Regions from separate parts of the Mus musculus genome. Here regions 2 and 3 are each linked to region 1. A link is a contact called in public Micro-C and promoter capture Hi-C data. All regions are on one chromosome and are shown on one strand. The core of a region is the stretch at or near the end of the contact, and the rest is flanking DNA. Distances in the headings are between cores, read along the strand shown. Region 1 holds the start of A330001L22Rik (a long non-coding RNA gene). Region 2 holds the start of Cacna2d3 (calcium channel, voltage-dependent, alpha2/delta subunit 3). Region 3 holds the start of Fezf2 (Fez family zinc finger 2).

The links. Promoter capture Hi-C pulls out the DNA fragments that hold promoters and counts their contacts. Hi-C and Micro-C count contacts between places; a contact is called where the count stands out from the background.
Region 2: a Micro-C map of embryonic stem cells shows a contact between it and region 1, with 7 times the contacts expected there. The contact joins the promoter of Cacna2d3 here to the promoter of A330001L22Rik in region 1. A contact is called at or near these places in 1 of 39 promoter capture datasets (embryonic stem cells) and 4 of 484 Hi-C or Micro-C datasets (all in embryonic stem cells).
Region 3: a promoter capture Hi-C map of embryonic stem cells shows a contact between it and region 1, with 5 read pairs. The contact joins the promoter of Fezf2 here to the promoter of A330001L22Rik in region 1. A contact is called at or near these places in 2 of 39 promoter capture datasets (both in embryonic stem cells), 6 of 484 Hi-C or Micro-C datasets (all in embryonic stem cells) and 1 of 115 datasets of contacts at active chromatin or transcription factors (embryonic stem cells).

Annotation. Positions count from the first base shown.
Region 1 is chr14:21,987,709-21,991,200 of GRCm38.p6, forward strand. It overlaps A330001L22Rik (a long non-coding RNA gene), which reads left to right and starts at 1,767. Exons shown (of 2, transcript XR_001781181.2): 1 at 1,767-3,492. Zfp503 (zinc finger protein 503) reads right to left here and starts at 1,893. Exons shown (of 3, transcript NM_145459.3): 1 at 1,317-1,893; 2 at 1-576.
Region 2 is chr14:29,719,598-29,723,116 of GRCm38.p6, forward strand. Cacna2d3 (calcium channel, voltage-dependent, alpha2/delta subunit 3) reads right to left here and starts at 2,267. Exons shown (of 38, transcript NM_009785.1): 1 at 2,049-2,267; 2 at 1,275-1,356. The coding sequence starts at 2,170.
Region 3 is chr14:12,344,029-12,347,771 of GRCm38.p6, forward strand. It overlaps Fezf2 (Fez family zinc finger 2), which reads right to left and starts at 1,837. Exons shown (of 5, transcript NM_080433.3): 1 at 1,559-1,837; 2 at 321-1,210; 3 at 1-24. The coding sequence starts at 1,157.

The sequences.
Region 1 (3,492 bases), core at 517-3,016:
GGCCCGCAGCGGAGCCGTGATGGGGCTAGAAGAGCAGGACAGACTGCGGGAGTGTCCCCGCGGTGCGCGGTGTCTGCCTCGGGCTGCGCCCTGCGCTGCGCTCTCCCGGCCCCGAGCCGGCGCTGCGCTCTGCGATGTGTGTCGCTGCTTGTCCAGCCCGGGCTCTGGCGAGGAAACTCACTTCAAAAGCAGCTGCACCGAGGGGGAGATTAAAGCCTTTGCCGCCTTCCAATCAAATGGGAGCCCGAGGTGATTGGAGGGTCAAGGGGATGTGACGCGTCCCGCGCCGCCGCCACCGCCAGGAATCTCAGAGCTGGTTTTAATGGGCAGCTCCCTCTTCGCCGCCCCTCGGCTTGTCCCCTCCCTCGATTTCGCTACCCGGACGAGATGGACATTTATTCTACGTTTGTCATCTACCGCCTTCCTTCTTTTTTCTCTTCGTCGTTCTTCGTTTTCCCAGCAGGAAAACAAACTGAAACCTTTGGAGGGAGGGAGTGTTAACAGACTTCGGGAGAAGAAACGCAGGCGGTAATGTGGATACCTGCTGAACAGTCAACTCCAGGGATGAGTGGGAGCCTGTATACAAAAAAAATCTTTTCAGAAATTAAGATTTTGCGTGGCGCGGCCACCCGGGTAAGGAAAGTCGATGCTGCAGAAAGTCTGCCCGCCCGCTTGGATTTCCAGAGGTTCAGCAGCAGAGAAACCAGAAGCTAGAAGGGCAACGGAGGCGGTGGCTGCTCGTCCTCGCGACGTGCGCCGGGCTCTCCGCCCTTCCCGGTCACGTGACACCGAAGGACGCTCAGATTGGGGCTTGAGCGGGGGGTCACATGTTTCCCCTGTTTCACACTTCAGCCCCCCCCCCATTCTTGCTTTCGTCTTGCTACTCTCCCCCCCCCCCGCACCCCCTGTTTCTCTGGGCATCTCCACCCCTCCATCAATTGTCAATGTGCCTCGACCGCAATCAATCAGTTATTTGTCAGCTCTTGTCAATCTGCCCGTGATTTATGTCAGCTTTTGTTGCTGATTACAAGGCGGGTGAGACTTGAAGGGAAAAAGAGAGACCTAGAGTGAGACAGAGGAAGGAAGAGACCGAGAAGAAACTGAAGGAGGGGGAAAGAGCAGCAGCCTCCTGGCACCTGTGTGTGTGTTTGTGTGTGTGGAGGGTGTGTAAGAAAAAGAAAGAGGGGAAAGGGGCGTCCACAGTCAGGAAAATGAAATAGTGAGAGTAAAGTGCGCAGGTGCACCCAGGACTCCTAGTCTGGAGCACCGGCCTGGGATGTGCTCACTCCCTCTTGGGGTTGTGGAGACAGACACACCTTCTACCTTTGGGTGCTTCGGTCAATCCGGGTCGCCCAGTTCGGGTCTGCTGAGTACCTAAGAACGACGCTGGAGGCGACGTCTAACGCGGAGGTTTCCCGCCTCTCTGGCATAATCCCTCCCGGGAATGTAACTTGAGGATGTCCAGTTGTCGACCTCGGTAGTGTTCCCACCCCAGACTCGGGAATTTCTTTCCAAAGAGCCATGCCATCAAATATAGCCCGAGTTCTGGAGGTTACTTGTAGAATAAACCTCCTTAATTCTGTGACCCGTGTTCGTAGCGAGAGTTGAATAGCTCAAGAGAAGAGGCCTGACCATGTGCATAGGCAAACAGGTCTCAGGCTCGCTCTCCTCCTCTCCCGGGTCCTTCGCCACTACCCTCCGCTGGCCATCCCGACAGTCCTGGGAGCCGGGACTTAATCGGGCTGCTGGACGGCATGATGTAGACCATCCAGACAGGACTGACCTATGCGGGGAGAGGAGAGGGAAGGAACGCGAGAGGGAGGGGCGGCTGCCTGTGGAAACCGGTTCTTCCAGGGAAGCGGAGCGGGACTTCGGCGTTCCCCTCGATTTGCGCCGTCGCTCGGGCTGTTTGGAAAGAAGAGGGGAGGCGCTGTGCATGCTGACTTGTACCTGGATCTGGGTGCACAGTGCGTATGCACTCCTGTGCCGCTGGGCGACTTCCATAACGTCCGCTCCGGGGTTACTCCCAGAAACTCGTAGAAAGTAGAAGGGGGTGAGAAGAGGACACACCCCCTTGCTCGGAGGGACTTGGGAGACTTTGAATTTCCCCTCCCCCCACTTTTCCGCAGAGCTCTTCTTTTGTTGTCAAGTCCTTTTGATAAATGGTGGGGCTGGGAGAGCTGGGAGCCAGGAGCCGATCTGCGCCCTGCGCAGGGGCGGGGGCCCAGCCTGGAGACCGGGTTCGGACCACCGCGCACCCTGAGCTGAACCGGGCACGCTCAGGGGACTTTTCCTTCTGTTTGCCAGCCTATTTCTTTCCTACCATCCCAGTCCCCCTTCCCTTCTGTTTCTGTCCACGCGGATAACGAGAACTTTCTGGGGTGGGGGTGAGTTATATAATTTTCTCGTAAGTATTCTTTCACAGAGTTTTGATTTTATTCCTTGATTCCTTAGGTTGGCAAAGTTAATGGGATGGTAACTCGATTAATGGTAATTTGGAAAGAAGAGCGGCTGGGGCTGGTGTGTGTGTGTGTGTGTGTGTGTGTGTGTGTGTGTGTGTTAAGAACATTGGCTGTTTGTGATCCTCCTGCGACAATTGAGAAAGGTAAATTTGTGAGACTATGGCAAGATCACAGGCACCTTTGTGAAGGTGCCTGAATGATCTCTGGAGTAAGAAGTCCAGCTTACGTTTTGGCAGAATGGCAACCCCAAACTCTGCCGGGTAAGGTCTCTGAAGCTGCTTGCAGCCTGCGGGGTGTTAGTGCCTGCCGGTGTCTCCCACTGTATGGCTCTAAAGGTGTCACCCTCTGGTCAGCTCCTGTGGTCCTAGCATAGGAAGCTAGGCCTTGGGCCACCTGCCATATTGGCCTCTTTCATAGGCCTGGAGAGTGAGAGTTGACGCTGTGGACAGAACTGAGGAGAGCAGGAGCAAGCGCGGGCCTAGGGTGTCCTCTTCGCTCCGGGGGTTCAGTTTCTAGGCTCAGTTTGTCTCTTTTCCTCCAATTCCAGTAGTTTTCTCATTGCGCTGGGCAGTTCAAGGGAGGCCACCCCAGCTCTTCAAGACTGGTAGAATCGTGGAATGGCTCTCGTCCCACGTAGATTACATGCGCTCACCGGTGTGCGCCGCCGGGCTCCGTGAGCTCCGACTGCCGCGTTAAAACTCAACTCCGAAGGTCGGAGCGCACGGGGGCGCCTGGGGGTCTGCGTTCCCCGGGCTTTGGGGAGGCACCAGCATCTGAGCCTGCGCACCTCTCAAGGGAGGCCAAATCTCTGAAGGCCGAGTAAGCTGTGGAAGTTGGAGGGGGTGTGGGGGGATATATTGTTATTAATTACTTCAGGCTAGGCCTAATGCTTCCAACCCTCAGAGGTGGTTGGCATGGACGTCCTGCGGATTTTATTTGCACACAATGGACATGATTTGTTTTCTAAAAAAAAAAAAAAAAAAAAAAAAAGGGTGTGGGCATGGCAGATATTTGAGGAGGAGGTGGAGGG
Region 2 (3,519 bases), core at 1,017-3,516, 7.7 Mb after region 1:
ATGGCTGTCTTCCATCAAGGCAGGCCAATGCATCAAGTTTTATCACTGACTACATTTCAGTGAACTTCTTCCCAGCCTGAAGGTGAACAATCTTCCCTATGGCTTGAAGGATTCAATGCCTGGCATTTTTTTTTTTCCAGCACACCTTGCTATCCTATTATTGGACAATGCCTTATTATAATATTTGAATTTCGTGTGGCAAACAGTGTCATATAATGCCCCGCAATGCTACTCTCTGAAACGGAATGCCATAAATAAAATATGGACTTGGTTACCAGGCAGCATGCGCAACACATATGGTACATTGGCCCGAAAAACACATTTTAAAATGCTTAAAAGTTAACTTAACAATTTAAGCTCTTTATACCCAGTCTCTGAGAATTGTCCCCTAAAGGCCAATCTTATTTTCTATTGTCAGGAGAATATCTGGATTAATTTGGTTCGTTTACTAGCTTGAAATTCTTTTCACCCGCTCTGGTCTCCACCCTCACCCACCCACCCACCAGCTCATTCTTTATCTTAAAGGGGATAAAGAGGGCCATATATCTCAAGATGTAATTTTAAGCTTTATGCTGCCTATTTGAATTAAAACTGATGCAACTCCTGATACCAGCCTAATAATCAATTCTCCATTCTCATTACTTTACAGAAATATATGGACGCAGACCAATTTCCTAAGTTTGTGGACCACTCTCAGAGCTTATTACCCGGCAGTGCAGCTGAGTGGAAAGATAACCACATCCATTCGCCTTATCTGTAATGATGCAATGCACCCCAGCCCTGGGTCTAGATGATTGGGGAATAATGGGATTGTAGGACTGCAGGGATGACAAACAAAGCTGCTGGTATCTCGCCAATACACTGAACCCTATGACTCCCGAGCAAGGTGGAGGCTCCGAAAACAGACGCTGCCCGCCGGATTCTGCCCCTTGGAAGAAGTTAGCATCTTTTGGCCAGGGAAGCATCTGCTCTCGCACTGAGACAGCAATACCAACAACTGCGAGAAGAGCCATGCAAACACACTGTTTCCGAGCCCCAGCCAGGACAGTGCGAGTGAGTATCCTGCTTTTCTTTGTGTTTGGAATCAAGTGTCATCTAAAAATAACCGGTTGGTAGGGAGAAGTCACTGCACAGTACAATGCCAAGAACGGGAGATCAGAGACTACTCTGATAACTGATGCAGCTCTGGGCTCACGTTTGTTTGGAAAAACTAAATCTGCCTCCATTTTCTGTGCTAGAAAAATCATCGCTGTCTGTCACCACAGAAACCTTACCTTTTGCAGAAGCTGGGAGCCCGAGTACTTGGCAGCGATGGATTTTATCTCCCCACCAAAAGCGGAGGCCCACAGCTTCACTCTATGGGGAGAAAAGAGCAGAGGGAAGAAATGTAATACCAGTGTCACCGTCACACACGCGCACACACCGGGCTGTGGCTGAAAGAGCAGGGCGATAGAACATTAAAGGAAAAAGGAAAGAAAGATTAAAAAAAAAAAAAAAAAAAAAAACTCTCTCTTACAAACTACCCGCACCAAGATGTAGAGCGCAGCGCGGGATGGGGTCCGGGGTCACCGGAGTTCAGAAGGTGTAAAGCCTGGCTCTCTAAGAAGACCACGGGCTTTCATAGAAACAATTGCCTGGTTACTTAAACACCTAAAATGAGCATCACCTGGCAAATACTACTCTGAAGAAATCCACCCATCCCCACCCCCACCCCACTTCCCGGAAAAGTAGGATGGCAAGGTAGCAGAAAAGGGGACCATTAAACAGCCCGTGGAAGTTGCAGTCTGTAAACAGGCTCTAAACTTGGCGCTGTCACTTGAGGTGAACCTCTCCAGGTCTTACTCCCCAGCCCCAGGGAAAGGGCGAGAAGGTTCCACCCTAGTCTCCCGCCACTGGGTGCTGATGCTGAGAGGCAGGTGCAAGAGGCGAGGCCCGCACCCGCCGTGGGTCCTGCCCAGCCGCACCTGCAGGCGCCCAAACTTGGGCGCCCCGGGTCTCTCTCGGGCGCTAGCCGCCCCTCCCGGGGAGTCCCAACACCAGGCACTTACACGGAGAGCGGGATCTGCTGCTCGGAGCGCACCACGTCCCCCAGAGCGGCGTAGAGAAGCGCGGTGGCTAGGAGCGCCGAGGCCCCCCGGGACGCGCAGCACAGCGAGCCCGGCCCGGCCATCCTGGCGGCGGCGGCGGCGGCGGCGACTGGAGCGGCCGCGGAGAGCTGCGCCGGGCGGGCGGTGGGCGAGCGCGCTGGGCTGCCTGCTCCGCCGCGCGCCGCCCCTCCTGCCTCTCGCGCGCCCGGCTCACTTGGGGAGCAGGGGGGGGGGGGAAGCAGCGGGGTACGGGGGGAGGGGAGGGGAGGGCGGAGAGGAGGCGGGAGGGAGCACTGGGGAGTAGGCAGGCGCGGGAGGAGGGAGCGAGACGCGCCTCTTGCCGCGGCAGCTGCCCAGCCCCGCCTCGGCGGCCCCGGGGAGTCCGGCGAGCCGCGGCGGGAGGGCGGGAGGCGCCTCGCGGGCGGAGACTCGCAAACTCAAGTGTCCTTGGCCGCCACGGCTCGTGCCTCGCCCGGTCCGGCCCACTGCGGCCGCTGAGTTCTTTACAACTCCGCAGTCCGCCGCCACGGGCGCGACTCTCGGGTGGCCCCGGGCGGTCCCCAGGCCCTGGCGACCGGAGCGGAATGGGGGTGGGCGGCTCGGGAGCGAGGCCGAGGACCCCGATGCTCCACACTTTGCCAGTAGTTGATCTGGTCAGGAGCCCCGGGGACTGGTCAGGGGCGTTGTGGTGGGGGGCTGCGGAGCCTAGAGGTGGTGCGACCCCCTCCCGATTCCCCTCACGGTTCCTTGGGAAGAGGCAGAAGTCTGGAAGAAGCCAGCGGGCGGCGGCAGCGGCAGTGGACCGGCTCGTATAGCGGCAGAACGGGCTGGGGATGGGACAAGGGGGTCGGGTTCTAGGGAGTGCACCGCGGCGTGGCCGCCCATCGCTGCTCCACCGCCGCGGCGACTGGAGGAAAGCGCGGAGGGTGGCGCTGCAGTCGCGGCGCGGGCACCCGGCGGCCGCACAGCTACCGCTGGCGTTCCGGACCACGGGCCGGGGTGCTTTCAAGCCTACTGAAGCTCGGGGTCCGGGGTCCGCACTGCTACACGGTGCACCCAGGGACCAGGATGCCCGGGCGGGAAAGGAAGCAAACGCAGCGGAAAGTCCAACCTGACCGGCAGACACCCTTAATTCTGCGGGGGGAGGAGGGGGGTTCAGATTGCTCCGAGCACGGAGGTTCCGCACACCAGCCCCCGCCCGGGAAGAGGCAGCTGAGCGCGGGCGAGGCTTCTGAATACCCACAGGGAAAGCCCCAGGATGTCTCTTTTGCCGCGGCCCCACCCTTAGAAAAACCTTGTCCCCCATCCTCGTTCAAGCTCTAGGGTGTGACTAGGAACTTTGTGGAGCCCTCGCGCGGGCTGACGGTAAAGACCCGAGTGAGGCTGAGTCATCCTCGCCTGGCGGAGCAAACTCGGGCGACCTGGGGCAGCC
Region 3 (3,743 bases), core at 587-3,086, 9.6 Mb before region 1:
GAGGTTATAGTGAGCATTGAACACCTATGGAAGGATGAGAGCGGAACTTAGGCTGAGTCTGCCAAGGGCCTAGAATCAGGCCCGGAGGCTACAATTTACCTCCCTTAACCAACCATCCCATCTGAAGCCAGCAAGTCCTTTTGTCAACTGTGTGGCGATTTTACAGCCCCATTTTACAGAATAGGAAACTGAGGCTCAACTGAGCATCGAACGGAGCGCGCAGCTATTGGGAAGCTCCTCTGCTTGAGAGAAAGGTGTACAAGGCAGCCCAAGAAAGTCAGGGGCTACTAGCTCCCTCCCCCCAGAACCGTAGGCCTCACCTTGCCGCACACTTCGCAGGTGAAGTTTTTGGGTTTGCTGTCAGTAGAGCCCCCCGGTAGTTTGCTGTGGCTCTTGACTCCCCCTCGTTCAGCTGTCAAGGCCGAGTTCTCCTTCAGCACCTGCTCCAGTGGCGCATGCAAGCGCTCCTTATGGGGATAGGAAGCTGGGTGGGGGAACTTGTCCGCAGCCAGGCTGGCCAGTTTGGCGTTCTCCAGCAGAAAAAGCTTGGGGTGAGCAGCCAGGGAAGTGGGGGCCTGTGCGTTGAGGAGGCCGGATGGGAAAAGGTGGCCTCCGAGGAGCTCCGAAGGTGGGTAAGCGGTGGAGTCCAGGTAGTTGAAGTAGTAGAGAGAGCCGCTGGCAGGCAGCCCCACAGCCTGGTTGATGACCTGCGGTTTGATGACCCTGCCGGCGGGCAGCGCAGAAGGCGCGAGGCCCAGTTCGGCCTTGCAGCACACGCCACAGTTGGTTTTGCACAAGCCGCTGGCGCCGCACACTGGGGCCCCCCCGCCGCTGCCTCCTCCTCCACCGCCGCCCGCCCGGAGGCTGCTCTTCCAGAACTCCGAGTAACTGAGCAGCGTCTTGGACGGCACCTCGTAGCCTAGAGGCTGGAGAGGGATCATACAGGGCAGCGGCGAGCAGAGGTTGAGCAGTTTCTTGCTCTGGCTGCTGTCTGCCTCTAACGCAGCAGGCCGGGGCTCGAAAGGCGCTCGGGGCTCGGACGTCTTGGCCATGATGCGCTCGATAGAGAAAGCTAGTGTTTTAGAAGTGGCCGGTGACGCTCCAGCGCGCGGGCAGGCCGGGGGCACCATGGTCTCCAGGGAAGCTGAGCTGGCCATGGCGCGCCAAGCTGGGCCAGGCTGGGCCAGGGCACAGCCTCTCTCCTCTAAGTCTGCATTCCGGAAAAGGCAGGGGGGAAACCGCAATTTAATAAGCACCTAGTCGGCCCGGTCACCCATTTGCATTCAAATGAACAGAAGCAGAACAAAGTGCACCCAAGGGTACCAAATTACCGCCCATTAACCCGGCGCGCAAAGGAACCCACCAGCTATTGCCCTGGGACTATGAAAGGGGGAAGAAGGGGGAGGCTGTACAAAGGAAAGGAGAAGGGGTAGAAGAAAGGAGTCTCAAATTAACACTCCCAGCCCTTCCCTGGACCCAGGCCTTCGCCACGCGTGCTGGGAACTGGGCACTGAAAGAGCAAAGTTAAAGAGGGCCGGAAGAACCACCTCGCTTTTACCTCTTTCCCCCACCGCCAAGGAGATGCGTTCCGAGCCATGCAGCGTGTCTCTTCTGTCACATTTTGATGGCAAACATCTTCCCCTCCGCGTGAGATCACTGTCTTTTACATTCAGCTGACATCACATGAAGTCACTTGAAGTGGAATGACATGGGCGGCGGCGCGACTCCCGTTGAGGACCCTGCGTTCCCCCGCGCCTGCCGGCCGCCGCCACCGCCCCTCAAACTTTAAAGGAGGCAACTAGCGCCCGCGCTCCCTTCGGGAAAGTGCGAGCGGTTTGCGAATCGGGAAGGAGGGAAGAGAGGGAGGGGGGAGGGGGAAGAATCGTGATGGTTTTGCCGGTGGAAGGAGGTGGGGGCCGCCCAAACCCAAACCTAGGCAGAGTTCCTTGGGTGATTCACAACTTTGGGGGGCCTACAGTTTTAGGGTACGCGGGGAAGGCGGGGTGTCCCCGACGCGCTACCTCAAAGGGCCCCTGGTGTCCGTCTAATCACCAAAGTATCCCTTAGCCCTGCGCAGCCGAACTGGGCACCGTGCTAATAAACTGCCATTTACCTACGGAGCCAGCGCCAGCCCCGAACACGCGCAAATGATAATTACCTCATTAGGATGTGGCGCATGGACGCGGGCGTCGCGTTTGGAGGGGGGAACTTGTTAATGGGGAAATATTAATTTATGCAAAAGCAACGAGCTCGCCTTGGCTGGCGTCGGAGGTCGAGAGAGAGCTCCCCGCCGCCTAAGGACGACCTCGAAGAGTCCGGGAGGGCAGGCGGCGTGCCGGGGTCCTGGGGACCTGGGGAAGGGTGGGTGCGCCTGCAGCTCTCTGGCCCACTTTTTCAGTAGGGCTGGGGGATTCTTGCCCTGAGAGGCCTAGGGCTCTTTGAGAAGCTAATCGATCCGAATTGCTGATTTGTGATCGGGTTTGAGAGGCAAAGGCAGGCTCTGCGCCTGGTTTAGGGCTGCGTGCGGGGAGGATTCGGAGGGCAGCTCTCCCGCTGTTGGGTACTTACTGTTTGTATAATTGAGAAGGTCCAATCTCCACCTGTTTAAGGAGCAGATTGAAACAGCAGAACCTCCCCTGGATCCTATTAAAACGTTTTTCCTCCTAAGGCCATTCAGTCGAACCAATTTTCCGAAGTGATTCATAGAGCTGAATTCTGCCAAGGCAGCTCTTTCACTTTTAGCCACTAAAGCACCGCGTGGAACCGGGTTTTGTGTTTTTCTAAAATAAAAAGAAGGATTATCAGAGGGGAGAAGGAGGGGGTCTGAAGGGGGGCGGGCAAAGACTTAGTGTGGCCAGAGGTACAAGCAGAGGGAAGAAAAGGCTCTTTTCTAGACAGGCCCCAAGTAAGTTCGGAGGAATTCAGCGTTTTTGTGCCGGGCGCACAAAAGCAGAGCGCTCGGCGCTGGGTTTGGAGGGGCTGAATTCATGTTTGCAGACCATTCCACCTGCGTATCACAACAAACTGCTCAAAGAAGCTCCAGCACTTTCAACAGGCCGGGTGCTCTTGGTGACAACAAAAGTGGTCGAGGCTGAGGGTTCTTATGGGGGGGGGGGGGCTAGCTAGAGAAGGAGAGAATTAGGTTTAGGGAAAAGAGGGGCTGTGCATGGGGTTTTTGAAAACTTTTGGCTGTTTTTGTTCGTCGGACAATTATATCTTGCCAGCCGGCTTTTGCAAGACCAAGAGCTTTGTAGCCGCAAAGGCAGTTTAAGAGGATTACGGTGGGTATAATATGAGCAAACAGGGTTGAGGGTTTGATAGTCAATTCCTTCTCCAGAGATATAGCATCAGCGGAGCCGGGGAAAGTGCCGGTGAAGGCAAACCCTCTTCTCCGTTTGCAGCTGAGTGTCCATCTGATCCCCGGCCCACTACTACCCATCCCAGGGAAAACTGTCCATCCAACGCCAGACGGACGAGCAAAGCTCTAGTTTGGACTGCAGCCGAACAACATCCTATCCTCGGCAAAACTCTTTCCTTCCATCCACCTATCTAGCTGTGTCTCCTCCGATGGCCATTTCAGATCAGGTGTGGATGGAGCAGGTAGAGAAAAGAAAAGTATAGCTGGGGAACGGGTGGGGGTGGGGGCCAACAGACAGAGATCTCCAAGGAGAAGTGACAGTGGAAATGGTCTATGATAGACTAATAATCTCATCCTGCCAAACTCTGAAACTGTCCTCAAATTC